Linked DNA regions of Hordeum vulgare: region 2 is linked to region 1. Evidence: chromatin contacts called from public Hi-C data. All regions are on one chromosome and are shown on one strand. Each heading gives the region's core, a stretch centred on a gene start, on an enhancer-like site or on the middle of the called end of the contact. The rest is flanking DNA. Distances are from core to core; before and after follow the strand shown.

Evidence for each region. Hi-C and Micro-C count contacts between places; a contact is called where the count stands out from the background.
Region 2: a contact with region 1 is called in a Hi-C map of leaf, with 4 times the contacts expected there. The contact joins two enhancer-like sites. A contact is called at or near these places in 2 of 6 Hi-C or Micro-C datasets (leaf and seedling).

What each region holds. Positions count from the first base shown.
Region 1 is chr2H:321,790,920-321,797,193 of MorexV3_pseudomolecules_assembly, forward strand. No RefSeq gene overlaps it. Among protein-coding and RNA genes, the nearest start is that of LOC123426176, 330 kb to the left of the region's middle. Within about 2 kb of position 2,967, at least 3 of the 3 cell types and tissues checked have open chromatin away from gene starts, as enhancers often do. A contact at or near this core is called in leaf and seedling, where this site is marked.
Region 2 is chr2H:322,048,047-322,054,943 of MorexV3_pseudomolecules_assembly, forward strand. No RefSeq gene overlaps it. Among protein-coding and RNA genes, the nearest start is that of LOC123430041, 100 kb to the right of the region's middle. Within about 2 kb of position 5,180, at least 3 of the 3 cell types and tissues checked have open chromatin away from gene starts, as enhancers often do. A contact at or near this core is called in leaf and seedling, where this site is marked.

The sequences.
Region 1 (6,274 bases), core at 1,717-4,216:
ACACATTGTTATCATTCAGTTTCCTTAGTATCTCACGGCGTGTATGTCCAAAATTTCCTCAATACTCTTTGTGGAAAGAGGAGTTTGGCGTCACCCAGTACCGGGGAGAGCGTCCAGATGTACTCCAATAATTAATATCATGGTGATTACGAGGATCTAAGGTACATGAGTTTCCGAGACCTCTGGTTATGTGTTAAGGGATTTGATACATTGGACGTGTAGTATTATTCCTAGGAGTTGAGTGATTTATTCAATAATTACTTCGTGTATCCTTTGGACCAGATTGCATAACGAAGAAGATTTTGGGAGTTCTTAGGTGGGAATTCAAGTAGTTACCTAGAATTATCCTTCCATCAAATCATAACGGGTTATGTATTTGTTTCTCGTTTAATTTGCAAGTATCATCCTTCATTTTGTTGGAGTATGGTAATTCGAGTTGCTTCGATGTCAAGTGATGATTTCATATTTTTCCTACGTGGTCTTGTCATGTTTTTATGGGAACGCTAATCTGTTGGACCAACCGGAGTTTTCATGAATTATTTTCAACTAGAGTGCTTCTCTTCATGTCAATTCAACCATTTTCAATATTTGCAAGACCGATCTTCGTATTTCTTTCTGGAGTTCATCTCATATGTCCCAAGTTGTGTTTGTTTTCCCCGCCCTCCCGCCCTTTTCTTCAATGATTTAATTATAATCCAGGTGCATTTCTTTTCATTGATGTTTTGTTATTTTTTCTTCCGTATTATATTTGGTGATTCATGTGAAGATGCTCAGGTGTTAAGTTCATGATTCTTCATTCTTGTTTTCTTCCGAGTAGATTCAATTCCAGCTTTCGGTGTTCATCATATCCATTTCGTCCTTTAAATGATTCTTGTGTTGGACATTCTTCGTCAAGCCTCTCTTGTTTATTCATCTCTCTTTATTCTATCCAGAGTGCTGAAGACGTCGCAAAAGATTCGTGTTTCCATTGAAATCCTTTGAAATTATTTAGGGGCTCTCAACGTCATCAAGTTTTAAATTTGTACCAATGAAACCTCTCTTTTCCTAATCAATCCATTCAACAATATTTCTCTTTAGTGTCCCCATAACCCACAGGTTTTCCCAGGATCTTACGTGACTCTTCTAATCATTTCGGTGATCTCAAGTTTTTTTGAATGTGATGTAAGAATGAACTCCATCAGTCATATACATTCTTCAAGATCGATATGAATTATTTCCATCATTGGCTCAATTGTTCTTTATTCATTATTTCGGCATGTCTCGGTAATTCATGATGTTTTTTTCTAGTCATCTTTTTCAGTATTGAAGACCGAAGAAGTCTTTCTCTTAGATCTTGTCCATTCTTTTGAAGATGTCATCTTAGCTTCGTGCTCTCTCTCTCAAATTGTTGACAATCATGACAAATTCCTTCCATATCTATCCGGTGCATTGAAAAGTTGTTTTTGTTTCTCGATCCTCCGGAGGTCATCATTTTAGAAGATTCCTTTGTTCTCAGCTTTCAGCTTCGTTTGCAAATTCTTCTCAATTGTTGTCACTTCGTTCATATCTCAAATATTCTGGCACTTTGTTCATGTTTTCTGCTAGACGGATCATGATCTCTTCGTTCTCATGTATCTCCATTCATTTGTATATCCTCATTCATTCCAGATCCTTGCAAGAGGAATAAGTGGTATGCCAAATCCATTGTTTGTCATCAGTTTAACTTGATGAAGGATACACATAAAAAAATTCTTATTCTTGTTTCCTTGAGGTTATTTCAATTGTTTTCGGAGTTGTTCATGATATCAAATCCTTGGATCTAAGTTGTTCATCTCTTCTTTAACGGAGTTTCAAGTTTCTCAAGTATCTCTTCACAAAGCTTCATCCAAATCTTCGAATGTCATTATCTTATTCTTTCGACCTTGATTCTTTTGTTCATTCTTTTGTGCCGGTGGTTTCTCTCTTCGATTCATCATCTCTTTTTGTTAAGATCATGTTCTACCCTTGCTTGTCCATTTAACTCAAGTGTTGTGTCTTCTTTTCAAGTTCTTTCCATCTTTGTCAAGTTTTGCATGTATTTCCTACCGGAGTGCTGCCCAAATTTCTTTTGAATTCTTGCTTGTTCCTCATGCCATTTCTCTTCTCTTTGCAACCTCTAAGTTTTGTTGGTTTCACTCGTTTGTCAAAGCAGCAACTAATTTTTACCTCTTCCTTTCTTCTTCCCCTTCCTCTTTTCATTCTAAGATCTCGGGGCGAGATCTCTTGTTAGTGAAGGTGAGTTGTAACAGCCTGGAACCGATGGTCGAGAAGATTCCCTTTTTATTTCGTTAACATTGCGTGTTTTATTTGGTTGTCGCATTCATCATCTCATCATGCACATCATCTGCATTGCATTGTCACCCCATTTGTTGTCATTTTTCAAGAACTTTCATCCGTTATTAGTTGCCGCTTCTCTCCATTCTTGTCGTCGACTGTTTTGAGACCAACCACACACGCACGCATCCGTGACATCATCAAAATATTGTTTCTAAAAGTGCGTATAAAAATTTCTTGGAATGGGTCAAAAGTTGGTGTGCGGTCTTATTTTAATGTAAGTAGACGACTTGCCAAATTTCATCGCTTTAGGAGGTCATTTGATACCCGAACCTTTAAACATATAGTGGCACTATAATCGGTAAAACCGCAGACGTTTCGGTATTTAAAAAAATCTATCACGGGCTATTCAATTCCCTCTCTTCTCTTAGCCCATGGTGACTCTACATAGCTCACAACCCACTAACCCCTCCCGATCCGTCTGTCCGATTGCTATCGTATGGTCGAAATCGGTGCAAAAATCCCAAACCAACCTCCTTTCCTATTTAAGCATCCCTACATTGCCTAAATGGCTAACCCTAGTGCCCATCTCAATTTCTGCGCCCCACCATCCCTAGCCACCACCTAGTGCCTCCTCTCTCCTCGAGCACGCAGGGCCCTACGAGCCCATTCGGGGCCTGTCCGGGCCCGAACCAACCACAACCGTGCCTGCTAGCCGTGTGCCCCGAGCCCCACCAAGGAACTCCTGTGTGGCTGCCTCCTGCCGGCGCCCCGCCCCGGGCACCGCATCGTCGCCAGCCTGAGCCACCAGCTCGCGGCGCCGTGCCATCGACCGAAGCTCCATGGAGCGCCACGCGCGTTGTCGCGCCGGAGCACCACGCCACTGCACCTCCTTGCCGCCTGGCGTCCCAGATCGGAGCTCAGCCCCGCCGCCTTCGAGCTCGACCTCACCCTATACTGCAGCGCCGCCGCCTTGGAGTTCGCCTCCGGCCATGGAGTTCGCCTCCGACCATGGAGTTCGCCAGATCTAGCCATGCCGGACTCGACCCCCTATTTCCGCAGTACCCTCACTGGATCGGGACCATCCTCGTTGCTGCCTTGTCAGTTCGCCTCGATCGGGAGGAGCAGGATGGCTTCGCCAGCGCGCCCGTGCTTGGGTCACCCAGCTCCATCGACCTGCCCAGCCCAGCGAATCCGTGGCCAACAACCGCTGGCCTGCCCGACATCGTCCAAAGCCAAGGCCCAGGACTAGGGCGAGCTCCCCCATCTATCCCTTTCCACGTGTGTAATGTAGTTATGTCATGCTCGATCTGCTGATTAGACCATTAGACAGATTCGGCCCAACATGTTTTTCCTGCTCCGTGCGAATTTTGCCAATTACCCATGTCATTTTAGATTTTCAGAAAAATGCATGATTTCAAAATACCAATAATGAAATAATAATGCTTCGGAATTAAACAAACTTAATATGTAAAATGTTTAGAATTTTGTGTAGATTATCAATATCCCACTTTCATGCATGATGAAAATGTTTAACTTACTGTTTTCACGTAATTTGTGTAAATGCTATATTCTTGTATAATTATTGTGTCATTTTTTTGAAAGTAAATACCCACTTGTTATATAGATTTAGGGGTAGAAAAATCCATAGATTCCATTTCTGCAATTAATTTTGTCATTTGAGCAAGTTTGTGTGCATGCTATTTTCACTCTGATGCCCTTTTGTTATTTTTGTGTGATTTAATCCATGCATCATATGAATTTTTTGTTGAATATGAGATGTGCCCTTTGTTATGTGTACTAGCCCATGGTATTTTTGTTTAGATGTTATTTTCTTGCTGCCAACATGCCATAAAAATGTTGCTGTTTGTAGGGTCAAAATAATTATAAGTCTTAGAATGTGATTATTTCACAATGCCATGTTGTGTTGATGGTAGCTATGGTTGTGTGCATAATTAGACCTTGCTAGGATGGAATGAAATTAAGTGAATCATGACTACTACCATGTCGTAAATTTTCATGCCATTATATGACATGTAGCATGTGTTTTTATTGCTGTCAATACACCCTCATGATAAAAACTGCTCTGTTAAAAGTGTTATTTTCACTAAGCCTGAAATTGTGTTCAAGTAGCCATTTAGCGAGTTCATTTCCTAGTGATCCATGCTTCTATTCAATTTAAGGTTAGGAGATGATTGTTGTGCATCTTGTCAACTACTACCCCATATCCTATTTCTGCATTTTAGAATCATGTAGGTGGCTGTTTTGGTGTACCTAAAATGCCATGTTGCCGTATTAGTTGTATTTGTGGAACCATTGCTCCGTTTTGAACATGCCATATATGAAACTTGCTTATAATTTAATGTGGTTTCATAATATCTTGTTGCATCCATGGTTTAAAATGTTGAGGGTGCCATTTGCATACATTTTGCATTCATGGCATATTATCTTGTGTTGGTGAGATCTTTTAGACCGTAACTCCGCTTTAGATGATCAATATATGTAAATCAACTAGAATGACGTGTAGAATCACATGGTGTAATTTATTTTCCTGTTTAATAAATATAAAATATGTTTAATTCACATCTGGACAAATTTCGAAATTAACATATGGGGTTGCTTTGAAAATACTATAAGTTGTTTCCAACCTCATTTAAAGTGTCTAGATTGTGTAGTTTACTTATGCCTCACCTCTTGACATGTTTAAATACATTTAAAATTGGTGTGTACCTAAACGGAATGAGCTAAGTAATTCAAATGTGGAGTTTCATCAATATGCACCTTGTTGCATATTGAACTTCACTTAGTGTGTACTATTTATTGTTGTGCTCGTCATGCCTTGCATAATCGTATGGACATGCATATGTGGGTTTGCGCATCATGTCATGCATATGTTGTGGTGTTTATGGTGTGTTGATTGTTTGTTTCCAGATTGTTTCTTATCGATAGAGTTCCGAAACCGCTTCGTATTGTGAGGATTCGTTTGACTACATTGGTTCGTCTACTTCATGGATTCCTTCTTCTTCCAAGCGGGGACTGAGGCAAGATAATCATTTCCCTGGGTACCACTACTATCATTGCTATCCTGGTTGTCTCGCTTCTATTGTTATGTCTTGTTACCTACCACTTAAATGTCAAGCCTCCCAACATTGCCATGAAAAGCCTCTAACCCCTAAACATCCCAACAACCTTTCTTTGGCTATGTTACCGCTTGCTCAGCCTTCTTATAGCGTGGCTAGTTCCAGGTGGAGTTGCTTCCATGTTCCAACATGGATTCCTTGATATATCACAATATTATTACTATTTAATTTAATGCACCTATATACTTGGTAAATGGTGGAAGGCTTGGCCTTTTGGATCGGTGTTTTGTTCCTCCTTTGCCGCCATAGTTACTTGTGTACCAATGTTATGTTCCATACTGAGCACTCCTAACATGCTTGGGGTTGTTATGGGGATGTAACGACTAAGATGCGGTCCTTTCCGATTTAGGGTACGAGGCCCCGAATTGGAAAGAAGCGCATCTAAGCGTTTCGCAAGCATGGTAACATAGCACATACAAAATAATAGTAGAATGACAATAAGGGATTCAACTGTCATCTCATAAATATATTAGAGTTACATCACGCATCCAAACAAGGTAGTTTCGCTACGGACTACAAAACATGAGAAATGACTATGCTACCCTGCATGCTTGCCCATGATCACGACCACGCCTCAGTCTTCTGGATAGTTCATGTACAGGCGGTCGTTCTCCTCATCGTACTGCCACGCCAGTTGCGTGCCGTCGGGATCACCTGTCTTGGGGGTACCTGAACCTGTTGGTGTTGTGAAGGAATCTGTGAGCCACGGGGACTCAGCAATCTATGACCTCGGCGCCAGAACTAGTCAAGTTATTAGGTAAGGATGGTGGAGTATTTATGTTGCAGCATCCTATGCATATATGGTGTCTAACTTACGTAGATATGTATTGAAGGTGGTCTAT
Region 2 (6,897 bases), core at 3,930-6,429, 260 kb after region 1:
TCCAGCAAGGAGGGAGGAGAGGTTGAGGGAGAGCTCCGACAACATGACGCCATGGTGATGGTGGAGCTGCATGGTATTCCGACAAGGCTTCGCCAAGCACTCCGGAGGACGAGGACGAGGAGGAGTAGGGCTGCGCCATGGAGAGAGGCAATTGTGTCTCAAAATAGCGCCAAAACCCTCCACTATATGTAGGAGGAGAGGGAGGAGGGTGCCCACCCTTAGGTTTCCCACCCTAAGGGCTGCGGCAGCCCTAGATGGGCATGGGGCGCGGCGGCCAAGGGTCGAGGAGCCCTAGGGTGGGCCTTGAGGTCCAAGGCAGCCCCTCCATGCCTAGGGTTTGGCCCCCTCCACCACTTGCTGCGCCTTGGGCCTTTAGTGGTGGTGCACCATCCCACCCAGGGGCTGGTTCCCATCCACTTTTGGCCCATGTAGCAGTTTGGGGCTCGTGGCCCTTCTGGGTGGACCCCGGAACACTTCTGGTTGTCCTAGTACACTATCGGTGATGCCCGAAACACTTCCGGCAATGAAATCCTCACTTCCTATATATGAATCTTTACCTCCGGATCATTCCGGAACTCCTCATGACGTCTGGGATCTCATCCGGGACTCCGAACAACTTGCAGTAACCACGTACACTATTTCCATATAACCCTAGAGTCATCGAACCTTAAGTGTGTAGACCCTACGGGTTCGGGAAGCATGCAGACATGACCGAGACATATCTCCGGTTAATAACAAACATCAGGTTCTCGATATCCATGTTGATTCCCACATGTTCCACGATGATCTCATCGGATGAACCACGATGTCGGGGATTTGATCAATCCCGTATGCAATGCCCTTTGTCTACCGATATGATACTTGCCCGAGATTTGATCGTCGGTATCCCTATACCTTGTTCAATCTCGTTACCGGCAAGTCTCTTTACTCGTTCTGTAACACATCATACCATGGCTAACTCCTTAGTCACACTGAGCTCAATATGATGATGGATTACCGAGAAGACCTAGAGATACCTCTGTGTCACACAGAGTGACAAATTCCAGTCTCAATTCGTACAACCCAAAAGATACTTTCGGAGATACCTGTAGTGTACCTTTATAATCACCCAGTTACGTTGTGACGTTTGATACACCCAAAGCACTCCAACAGTATCCGGGGGTTGCACAATTTCATGGTTGAAGGAAATGATACTTGACATAAGAAAAGCTTTAGTAGACGAACAATACAATCTAGTGTTATTCTTAGGATTGGGTCTTGTCCATCACATCATTCCCCAATAATATGATCCCGTTATCAATGACATCCAATCTCCATGATCAAGAAACCATGATCATCTATTGATCAACGAGCTAGCCAACTAGAGGCTCACTAGGGACACATTGTGATCTATATATTCACACATGTATTACGGTTTCCGGTTAATACAATCATAGAATGAATAATAGAAAATTATCATGAACTAGGAAATATAATAATAACCACTTTATTATTGCCTCCTCGGCATATTTCCAACATGTTGGATCTTGCCAGATGAGTTTTATCCCAAAACAAAAACCAAGGGGGTCCGCCTAACAAGCACAAGCATCTTAGGAGGGCTCAATTTTGGAACATAACACCGGTACACAAGTAATTAGGGCGGCAAAGGTGGAACAAAACACTGAGCTAGGAGGCCAAGCCTTCCACCTCTTACCAATTATATAAGTGCACTAAATTAAATAACAATAATATGGTGATATAACAAGGTATCCATGTTGTCACATGGAAAGCAACTGCACCTGCAACTAGCACGCTATAAGAAGGTTGAGCAAGCAGTAACATAGCCAAACGGTGGTTTGGTGGGGCGTGGAGGGGTTAGAGGCTTTTCATGGCAATGTTGGGAGCCTGACATTGACAGGTGGTAGGCATCAAGACATAGTGATAGAAACGAGAAATCTAGCATAGCAATGATAGTAGTGGTATCTAGGGAAATGATCATCTTGCATGTGATCCCATTTGAAAGAAGAACGAATCCAAGAACACACGAACCAACGTAGCCGAACAAATCCTAACCTTCTGAAGCGATTCAGAACTCTATCGATAAGAAACAATCCGGAAATAACAATCAACACACTATAAACACCACAACATATGCATGACATGATGCAAAAACACATATGATGCATGTACGGTCTAATTATACGAGGCATGTCAATCACAACAATCAAATTCTATATTAAATGGAGCTCAATATGCAATCACAAAACTCCATATTTGAATTACTTAGTTCACTCCCGTTTAGGTACACGACAATGTTAAATGTTGCTAAACATGGCAAGAGGTGAAGCATAAACGAACTACCTATCTAGGCATATTAAATGAGGTCGGAAACAACATATAGCTTTTCCGAAACGACCCCATATGTTAATATCTAAATTGATTCAGATCTGAACTAAACATGTTTTATATTTATTAAACAAAAAAATAGAGTGGACCATGTGATTCTACATGTTATTCTAAATGGAGTTGCGGTCTAAAAGATATGATCATCACAAGATAATATGACATGGATGCAAAATGCATGGAAATGACAACCACAACCATGTTAAAATGGACGCAACAAGATATTATGCACTACTTAAATTCTAGGCAATTTTAAATGAGGCAAGAACAACAAATAACAATTCCAAAAAATCCCCATATGCAAATTAGGATTTGGTAATGTTCTGCCTATACATAATTTGAGAGTTGTCCTACAGCAAAATAAATGCCACCATGTTGTTCTACATATTTTTTTAGACAAGTTACATATGTGGATCATTTTAATTCCAGCTATGGTTAATTAATTATGAGACAAACCGTTTTCACATGGTACTAATGCAAATTAAATGCAATCAACAAGTTAAACATTTTAACCATGGTTGAAAGTTGGATATTGTTAAACTACAAAATTCTAAGCATTTTTCATGTATAAAGATTTCAAATCTGATGCATGCTTATTTTGCTATAAATTAAATCATTTTAATATGGCATCACGCAAAACAATGCGAATAGCAAGTTTAAGTATTTTAAGATGCATGAAAGTTGCAAATTATTTATCTAAACAAAATTCTTGACATTTTACATAAAAATGTTTTTACATACGGTGCACATGTAATTAATTGTGAGCAATGCAAGATAATGACATATTCTGAAAATATGCAAAATAGTGATAAATTGATACGTCGCTCACAGGAAAACAAATACTATGCGGGCTGAATCTGAAACACGCACTGAGCGATGGATAGCTATCTACTGCTCTGAGCGTTACATAACAAAGTGATAGAGGAGGCTGCATTGCTCAACATGGGCCAACTAGGCTGGTCGGTAGAGTGGCTCGGAGATGGGCCGGCGAAGCCTTGCAGTGGAGGAGGCCAGGCTGGGAGGAGGCCACACAGGCCGGCTGGGCTGTGCGGCCTACAACGGGACCTCGAGCGAGTGGCCGCTGCGAGCATCCCCTCCATGATCTCGACAGGGAGTAGAAGGCCGACGGCTTAAACACGGCGGGCTGGCGGCACAATCCGGTGGGGGTAGACGGCGGATCCTGGCAAGGAACAGCGGGGATGGTTGGGAGGCAGCAGATCTCGCTAGATCCAGGCTCTGATGGGCGGCGGCTTCAACCTGGCGCCGGGAAGCGGCAAGGGGTGGCCTTGGCAACCGACGGATGTGGGAGGAGCAGGGCACCTACAGAGCTTGCTCCGGTGAGTGGCGGGGCTCGGATTATGCGGCGATGTCTCATGACGATGATGGGGACCAATGACGAGGCTTGATGGTGAGGCGACGACTCGGAGGCGGCGCGCCATGGCTCCGAGCTTGCAGCGAGCGCGGGGTACAAGCGGAAGTGCGAGCACCTTGGCCCGGTTCGAGCTCGAGGTGGGGACCGAGATGGGCTTCGCGAGCCCTGGCGGTGCTGGGAGGTTGGAGAGAGAGCTCGCGGAGGCCGAGTGGTGGGAGGTGGCGGCTCGGGCGCGTATTTCGAAGCATGGGGGTTAGGGTTCTAAATTAGGTAAGGGATTGCCTATTTATAGCAAGGGGCTAGGTTAGGGGATTTGACACCGTTATTTAGCCCTCGATCATTATCGGATGGCTCCGGTCATGGGGAATGCTTAGTTGGGATAGAATGGGCTGTGTAAAGTTGGTTGACCTAAGATGAGAGGGAGGACGGGCAGACCGGCAACAAGATTTTAAATACGGAAAACGTCCGCGATTTTACCATATATAGTGCCGCTATAGGTTGAATGGTTCGGGTACCAAAGGAACTCCAAATGCGACGTACTTTGACACGCGGTCTACCTACATTAAAATAAGACGGCACACCAACTTTTGACCCAATTCGAGAAACTTTTACACACACCTTTTAAAACAATAATTAAATGATGTCGTGGGCACGTGCATGTGTGGTTGATCCCGAAACAGTCAATGACAACAATGGAGAGAACCGACAACTAACAACAGATGCAAGTTTTAAAAAATGACGACAATGGAGTGACGACGCAATGCGGATGATGCACATGATGCAATGATGAATGCAACGAGCAAACAAATCATATGACCATAACAAAATAAAATGAGAATCTTCTGAAGCGTCGGTTTCAGGCTGTTACACAAACCCTTAGGTGCAGGAGTTTAGCTCCATTAGAATAGTTTATGCCCATGTAACTAACCCCTAGAGTTTCTGTCCAGGAAAGAATTTGGTAAAAAATGCACTAACAACATTCTGTTTTTACCAAACTAACCTTGACATCACCTTTATCATCTAAAGAGACCTTGCTCTGGAAAGTTTGGTTGCCAACAAAGTTCTCTAGATGGCCCTGGCATTTTTTCAAGCACCTGGAGTGCATGCTTAAATTTGGCATGATCGTGAGATTGCATTATGGACTATCTCCTGTGACCAAACCAGAATGTCCTAGGTTCCCCTCATGCCATTGGTAACCCTCCTGCTGAAGCTGAGCTCCACTGGATTGACATGGCACACTCTGGCATTTGCTCGAGCACCTTGGGTGCGTGTCCAGAACTCGCTTATTGCATGCGCTGTAGCCGCATCGCCGTGCCCCACCTACCGTGCACTCCCTGGCGTTTCCCTGCTCACAGAGTCAAGCTAGTTACCCTTCCCTCTCACTAGCGCTGCCGACAGCTACCCGGCGACGCTCAGAGCCACCACTTTAGTCTCCACACTTGCCAGCTTGCCCCTGGAACAACCCCGGCTTATCTGCTAACCCCTTCCACCATCTCAAACCCCGCCACGTGGCCCCTCCGACAATAGTGGCGGCGAGCCACCGTGCTTATCCGCGACCGTCGCTCTCAGTGCACTTCATAACCTTCTCTTCCACCGTGTTAAGCTCCCTGTAGCAGTGAATTGACAGGATCTTGCCATCCCCCTTGCCTCCAGCCGAGGCACCCGCTACCACCCTTCGGTAAAATCCGATGCCATTAGAGCAGCACCTCATCCACCGACTCCAGGAGAAGTCCTCCCACGAACCCATGAATGAATTTCCCCTCCTAATATAGCCCGCGAGCCACCGAAGGCAGAAGATCATCCCCGCTGTCGCCACCATCACTGGAGACTGCGTCACCAATGACCCTGTCCACCTCTCCATCCATGACAACCACTGGATGGATTGCCAAGACCTCCTGAGCCTATTTCCGCGCCCTGCAACCCGTGTGGAGCTGCCATTCGCCCGCGAGGAGCACCAGAGATCCGCCACGCTCGGCCGCACCCAATCCTATTAAGTAGAAATATACTTCGCAGAGTACGTTTTCTCCATCAAAATGTGCATGCCTCGCCAAAGCGTCTTCTTTTTAATCTTTTTTTCCTAAATAAACATTTGACCCAACTTTGACTACCTCAAACTTTTAAAATATAACTCCCAATGATTTGATTCTTTTTCTCGCATTCTTCAAATTTCATCTAGTTCATTTTAATCTTTGAAAATTTTCCAAACACCTTTTCAGTACTATTTTAGAATTGTGTGTTGATTTGAATATTTTCAAAAATAGGAAATGGAGGGAAGATCAAACTTTCAAATTTTTTGGAGTGCCCCAACCTTTCTGCATACTCAAGGAAAGCATATTGAACACTAATATGATTTAGTTGAGTGGTTGTTTGTGGTGGTGCATAAATTTCATGGCTATAGTGTGGTAATAAACATTTTCATATGGAGATCTTTCATGCATAATTGCAAACGGTGAACATTTAATTTTGTTAAACATGAAGTGCATGCGATAGTAGTCACCTCTTCATACCACACATGCCAGTGCTAGCTCGGATGAAATCCGAAGAAAGATTATGTCTTGGGTAGTCATGATAGTGGTGACTCTATCATAAAGTGTGGAGAAAATTTGTTGTGCTAACCATGCAGGTTAAACATAAACCTCCTGAATTGACCGTAGACAGAGTCTTTTTCCTGTAACCCCATACTTGTTTCATCCTAGTATTTGTCCCTGCCACAGGTAGGGTGTGGTTCAGTAAGTCGTCAACCCCTTTCATGGCACACACATGATACAGAGAGGCCACAGGTGAAGATATCGGAGGCATCTGTTCGGAATGCCACTTGGTCGGGGGCATGGGTGTTCCGGTTGGACCGAGGAGGTAGCGCCCATGTGTGTGCGTGTTATAAATATGTTGATCCCATGCCAATCGAGATTGTGGTCTCCCAACTTAGAGTTTTTCTTAACGAGTGTCGTGCGTGATTCCAGGCATTGGGAAGTTTAACTAGTGTGTGTGGGCCAGGTGCGTTTCCAACTCAAAGACCACAATAGGAATTAGTTGGCATCTCTCGTTGACTAAAGAAATTTGTTATTTGTCGGTAAAGAGGACACCCTCTGCACATTATAATATTTATTTGAAAGCCTTGTCAGCGGTGAAGGACTACAGTGTGG